Linked DNA regions of Ovis aries: region 2 is linked to region 1. The links are chromatin contacts, called in public Hi-C maps. All regions are on one chromosome and are shown on one strand. Each heading gives the region's core, a stretch centred on a gene start, on an enhancer-like site or on the middle of the called end of the contact. The rest is flanking DNA. Distances are from core to core; before and after follow the strand shown.

The links. A called contact is a pair of places that touch in the nucleus more often than the background predicts.
Region 2: a Hi-C map of hypothalamus shows a contact between it and region 1, with 6 times the contacts expected there. The contact joins two enhancer-like sites. A contact is called at or near these places in 3 of 16 Hi-C or Micro-C datasets (blood, hypothalamus and tail adipose tissue).

The regions. Positions count from the first base shown.
Region 1 is chr1:210,468,620-210,471,477 of ARS-UI_Ramb_v3.0, reverse strand. No RefSeq gene overlaps it. Among named protein-coding and RNA genes, the nearest start is that of TRNAE-UUC, 100 kb to the left of the region's middle. Within about 2 kb of position 1,352, at least 51 of the 54 cell types and tissues checked have an H3K27ac peak or open chromatin away from gene starts, as enhancers often do.
Region 2 is chr1:210,672,334-210,675,191 of ARS-UI_Ramb_v3.0, reverse strand. The region is part of intron 1 of TBL1XR1 (TBL1X/Y related 1); the gene reads right to left. Among named protein-coding and RNA genes, the nearest start is that of TBL1XR1, 82 kb to the right of the region's middle. Within about 2 kb of position 1,376, at least 16 of the 54 cell types and tissues checked have an H3K27ac peak or open chromatin away from gene starts, as enhancers often do.

The DNA of each region.
Region 1 (2,858 bases), core at 103-2,602:
TAGTAAAGTGCCTCTTCCCAGGGTCCCCGTGGAGGGAGGGGGGCACTGAGGGTCAGTGGGCTCTAGAGAGCCCGGAGGGTAGGGGGAACAGCGGGCCCCACAGTCCAGCGAACCACCCTGGGACTCTGGCCCGACAGATGACACTGCTAGTGAAGGCAAAGGACTGGAATATTCGAAGGCTGGAGTCTCTTATGAAATCCGGCTTTCATTTAATCCTCCCAGCAGTGACTGCGGGGATTACTGCTTCCCGCTTTCCACGGATAAAGGATACAGAGAGGTTAAGCACTCTGTCTACACGCACACAGCTAATAAGGGGTAGAACAGGACTGGGAACCAGGGGGCCCGCCTGGGGCTTCCATGAACAAACCTGATGGGGCAGGGAACGCGGGGAGAGGCAGGCTGGAGCTCTGAGGAGGAGCAGTCTGGCCCTGGGGCGTTGGGTTGAAGTTCTGCGGACGTGGACTTCTGGGAGGGTTTCAGCAGGTCGAGGAGAGGGACTGAGGGAGCTGCGCCAGCAGGCAGCGGTCTAGGTGCCTAGTCCCATAGATGCCCCCAGCGAAGCTGGGTGCGCGGGAGGGCGGAGGGCCAGCAGGAGCTGCTAGGCCCGAAAGGGAGGCAGAGGCCTGGTGGGGAAGGCCACGCCCCAGCCTGGAGTGCTTATCCCCAGATCCCGGCCTCCAAATGCAATTCCATTTAAGGGCAGCCTGGCCCGGTTCACACCTAGCCTTGAAGATGACTGGGCGCCCTGTGGTCGGTTTGCTGGGTGAGAACAGGAACCTACAATCCGGCACCTGCACTCCCAGCGCCATAAAGGAAGCCAGTCACATCCCATAAAATGTCACCACCGCTGAGGTGCAATTTCCAAGGGGATCTCTAGCAGAGGGCAATACTCTGCGGCCGGCGACCGTCACATCTGCGAATTCACCGCAGCTGGGGCGGCAGGCTCTGGTGCAGGGCAGGGGAAGGGCAGGGGCCCCCTTTCTAGCCCTCTGCTCCCCGTTTTGTAAGGCGGCTCGGCCACGTGGTGAAAGCTGCCGGAGGAGAGGGGGAGGGTGGTGGTTGTCAAGGGGGGTGGCCTGAGCGATTTCTGCCGGAGGGGTGTTTGACCAAACGCAAAGAGCTCGGGAGCGGGAGCCCGGAGCCGTGCCCGGGCTGGGCCGCGGACACCGACGCCGCCTTGGCGGAGCCTGAGCGCTGAGCCGCTGCCGCCCCTCCCCCCGGCCTGGTCCGCGAGCTCATTTTCGCTTGGCCGGTCCCCGCGCTGCCGGATGGATCGCGCCCCACCCCCGCTCCTCTGCTCAGTCATTCAGACTTGGAAAGTCAATAACACGCTGACATCATCAGGGGTTTGTGTATTATTACACGGCTACTTTCCAGAGTACCTGGCATTATCTAAGAGAGGAGCACTCCGGCTGCCCCAGGGAGGGCCTGAGACGCGGGCCTGGGGAGGGGCGACTACCCACGCCAGGCCTTTTCCTCCTTGGGAGCATCTTCAGGGCACCGATTAGAAACAGATTATGAGCTTTTGCTGCGCTAAATGCAGAGGCACTTTAGTTATCGATACAGGCTTCATGTTGGCTGGGGGTGTACTTAATCATTCCTAAGTGACCTCTATTTCTACCAAAGACATCCACTTGGTCTTTAGGAAGCATTTTTAGTGATCCTCACAAAGGAAAAAAAGGCATCTTTTATGACAGGAAGCCAAAGGCTGATTCTTTTGAGACTCTGGGGGTTTGTGTGCGCGAATCTCTATTATGTAATCGCCATCACGGGTGATTAGGTCTTCTCTTTCCCTCCAGGGTTGGCTCGGGTGGTTTGGTTGCTGTGTTTTTCTTAAGCCTCATGCAGAGCAAACACATACATAAAAAACATGTCCCAGATTTACGGTGCAAAACTACTTTCCAAGCAAACTGCCTTAGAAGAGTGTCTCATTTTGAAGGAGGGAAATGATGAATTTGTTGTTAATGAAGACTCCTTATCTTACTACTCTGGCATTTCCTTTTCCTAGAATGAGCTTTTAAGAATCATTTAATGTAGTTTAGATATTCTCTCCCCTCCCTCCTGTTGTAGCGGTCCTTATAATGGCTTAAATAACGAATTGTATAATTACTGCACTTTGTTCTGTGGATACACACACAAACACCACCCAGTTAAAATATGTAAAACTTACACAACATGGTACCTTTTCTGTTTCCTCAAACAGGCTCTTCTCTTCCACACACAGGGCTAATCCTATTTAAATTTTCTTAAATTTTAAATTGCAAAAAATGGCAACCAGCGGGGAACTGGCTATCTGGAGACTTAGAAGGGGAGTGCAGTTCTTCCCAGCCGGATCACATCCCTCTGTACCCTTGGCTGGGACTGATCACTTACTGATATGAAGTACATTGGAGCTGCCTGGGGACTGCGGAGGAAGCAAAGCAGCCACGTTTCTCAGCAGTGTAGCGCTTTGCCTCTGTGCACTTGATCATTTCAGGAGAACTTGTAGTGGATCATGACCACTTCCCTCTAGACAGTTTGAGGGAAAAATTTCCCTACAACGTGTGCACTTCTAAAATCGCCTCCACAGGCTTGCCCTACAGCTCTCCCGCCCCCACCTACAATTTTGCGCTGGAAATTTCCGAAGTCCAGCTCTCCACAATGGTTCAGTAGGTGTTAGGTTGCGATGGGTGGGATTCTCCCCCTCCCAGTGCACTGTGTACTTAGGGGGTTTCCCTCAGCTCCTTAGGAGTGTGCAGACTGGAGAGTCTGACCCTTTGGTTGTCAAGATGAAGAGGCTCTCACATCTTGAAGCACTTCTGTTTTCTCGCCTGCCTGCCCTTCGGCCTTTGCCTAAGCCCCTTCTAGGCATGACTGAC
Region 2 (2,858 bases), core at 127-2,626, 200 kb before region 1:
TCCTCAGTTGGGAAACTAATATCTTGCATGCCATGGTGCAGCAAATAAAATGCAAATAAAATAAATTAAAAAGCATGCAAACCACAACAAAAATTTTTTTTTTTTTTTAAGAAAATTGAAAAAAAAAAATGCAAGTAGGCTGAGAAAAATCAGGACTTTTCACAGGGAAGGGAGGTGCTGACGCCCACAATGCAGCAGAAGTAGGACGGTCAGAACTGGTTTGTATTTCAACTGAGAGCCGGTGAGATACTCAGGAAGCTGCTCTTACGTTTGCTCTGTATTCGGAAAATCATGTACGAAGATGTGTCTTGTCTTGATGTTATCAGCTTAGTGTTAGAAAGAGAACCTCATATCCACAAACTATAAATGACCTTCATGTTTCAATGAGTCTAATCTTTTCCTCTGTCTGAAATATCTGTTCTTACCTACATTTACTATGTATCATGAAGCTCTAATTCCTAGGATAGATACTAGGTGTCACAAATGACAGGTTTACGTAAATATTTAGCATTATATATAATATTATGAAAGCCGTCACAGAAGTCATCAAATGCAAAAGAGAAACTTCTTAATTGTTGCCCAGGGTCTGTTTATTTAAATTATTTTTCTTACAAGCATTCTTACAAAGTTAATACCAAGGAACTTCAAACTTTCTCAAGACACCGGATACTAAAAAAATGGAAAAAGGCCACTGAAATGGAATGCCTGATCACTTAAATCCTACTACAGTCTAGATAACAGACTCAATTTTTTAATATCCACCAAATGCTTATATTGTGCCTAGCACTACACATAACTTAACTACCCATCATCACCTTAAAATATTTTAGTTAAAAAGAACTAAACACAACTATGGATATAGACCAACATGTACTCAAATGACTAAGGGTCTCTGGTCTTGTTAGCCTTCCTCCCACTGTGTTCCATATTCTGTATTAGTGCAACAAGAAACTCAACTACAAAATCCTGGAAAAAATCAGAGTTATCTTTATAACTTGTACCTACTGTCATTTCTAAAACATAATTCTAGATCTCAAGGATGGGGGTGGCAGTGGTGGCAAGATTTGTGGAGGTCAGACTATGGCAACAAAATCTCACCTCTTCCTCAGAAGACGGGAAATAAGCCAGAAATTGTTTAAAGAATATTTTAAGGAAAACCAAAGAGGATGAAAATCTTTTGTGTGTGATTGTTCTACGGCCTTTTGATCTCAAGTCAAGGCTAACCAATCAGATGAAAAGAACTACCCTGATGATTCAGACTAGAGGAAATCCTAGACCTAAGCAGACCACAGCTGTAACCTGTTCACTCAAAGGCTGCAGGGCCGGAAAGCCCAGCAGGGTAGCAGCAGGCCAGATGTGTCAGCAGAACGCGCACTCCAGGAGCCGCTGTCTTTGCACTTCCTCCTAACCACCACCACATGACTGCTCAGGTGCAAGGGTACAAGACTCACAGGAGGCTGTGGAGGCCACCCTGGCTTGGAAACCTTAAGCTGGAACCAACATCCTCTTTTAAGGCTCTCATGGGTATAGCTTCCACGGGACCCAACCCGTCAAGGGGCACACTCAGAAGAATGTACCGCTTCCTCCTACCAGGTAGTCACTCCCACTCCAGATGCAACTCACAAATCAGGGACCATTTTCCCAGACCCCACACTGGTAATACCACCTTTATGTGCCCCATGAAACAGCTGAAAATTAAACCAAGGTCATTTATCCACAGAAAGAGAAAGGTTTGGTGAACCTTTTCGTCACAACACACTTGGGTCCTTATCCCTACTCTGCCTCTAGGATGCCAATGGTCTTGGGCCTGTAACTTAAACTTCTATGGGACTAATTCACCTTCTATACAAGCAATGACTGGGTTGAACTGTGAAACTGTCTGGAGTCTTTAAAAATAAATAAATAAACTAGGCTCACTGAAATACAGACTCTCAAAGGAAAGAAGGAAATACCTTTTGAGTTCTAAGAAATAAAGGCAACACAGATATAAAAACTAACCAGCTAAAAAAAAGTCTTATAGGGAATTCCCTGGCAGTCCAGTGGTTAGGACTCAGCACTTTCACTGCCATGGGCCCAGACAGGGAACTAAGATTCCATATGCTGCCCACGAGATGCAGCCTCCCAATTTCTTTTTTAATTTAAAATTTAAAATTAAAAAATATCTTATTAATAGCACAGAATGCTTGTTTTGATGATATGAAGGTTAAAGCAAAGCAATGTAGTTATATAGTTCACAAACTTGAGGTCCAGAGGTTCAGTATTTCTTACTAGAAGTAACAAAATAAATATTAAATTCTGCATTGTTTGCATACTCAGTATCATTTAAATCTCAAAACAAGCTTGTACAGTAGGTATTACTATCTCTATTTAAGAAACAAGTTAACTGGGGCTCAAAGGAATTATCAGACCAAGAACATCACCAATAAGAGGAAGAATAAGGTACATTAGGTGCTGGGTCTCTTATCAACTTCCTCTCTAGGTCTCTCAAGTTCTTTTTCAAAGCCTTTGCTTCCAAAGAGCTCTTATTCCAACATAACAAAGAATTTGTAATGAGAGTATCACTTTACTTAAGGGGAAGAAATCTATATCCATACTCTTACTGCTGTAGGCAGGATGGAATCAATACAATATGGATCTCGGGTACCCCCACCAGGGGACAGTATAAGTACACGCACGAATAAATACAACTTTTTTGCCAGCCACACCTACCCAATTTTCCAAATACTTCTGACCTAGAGTATTTTGTACAACTAACTAGTTCTTCAAATGCCATGTAAAAAAACAGGGGTTGGGGAGGGCAGCCATCAAGGCAAGGGGGGCGGCTAGGGAAGCGCCGCTTTCCCGAAAACAAACAGATG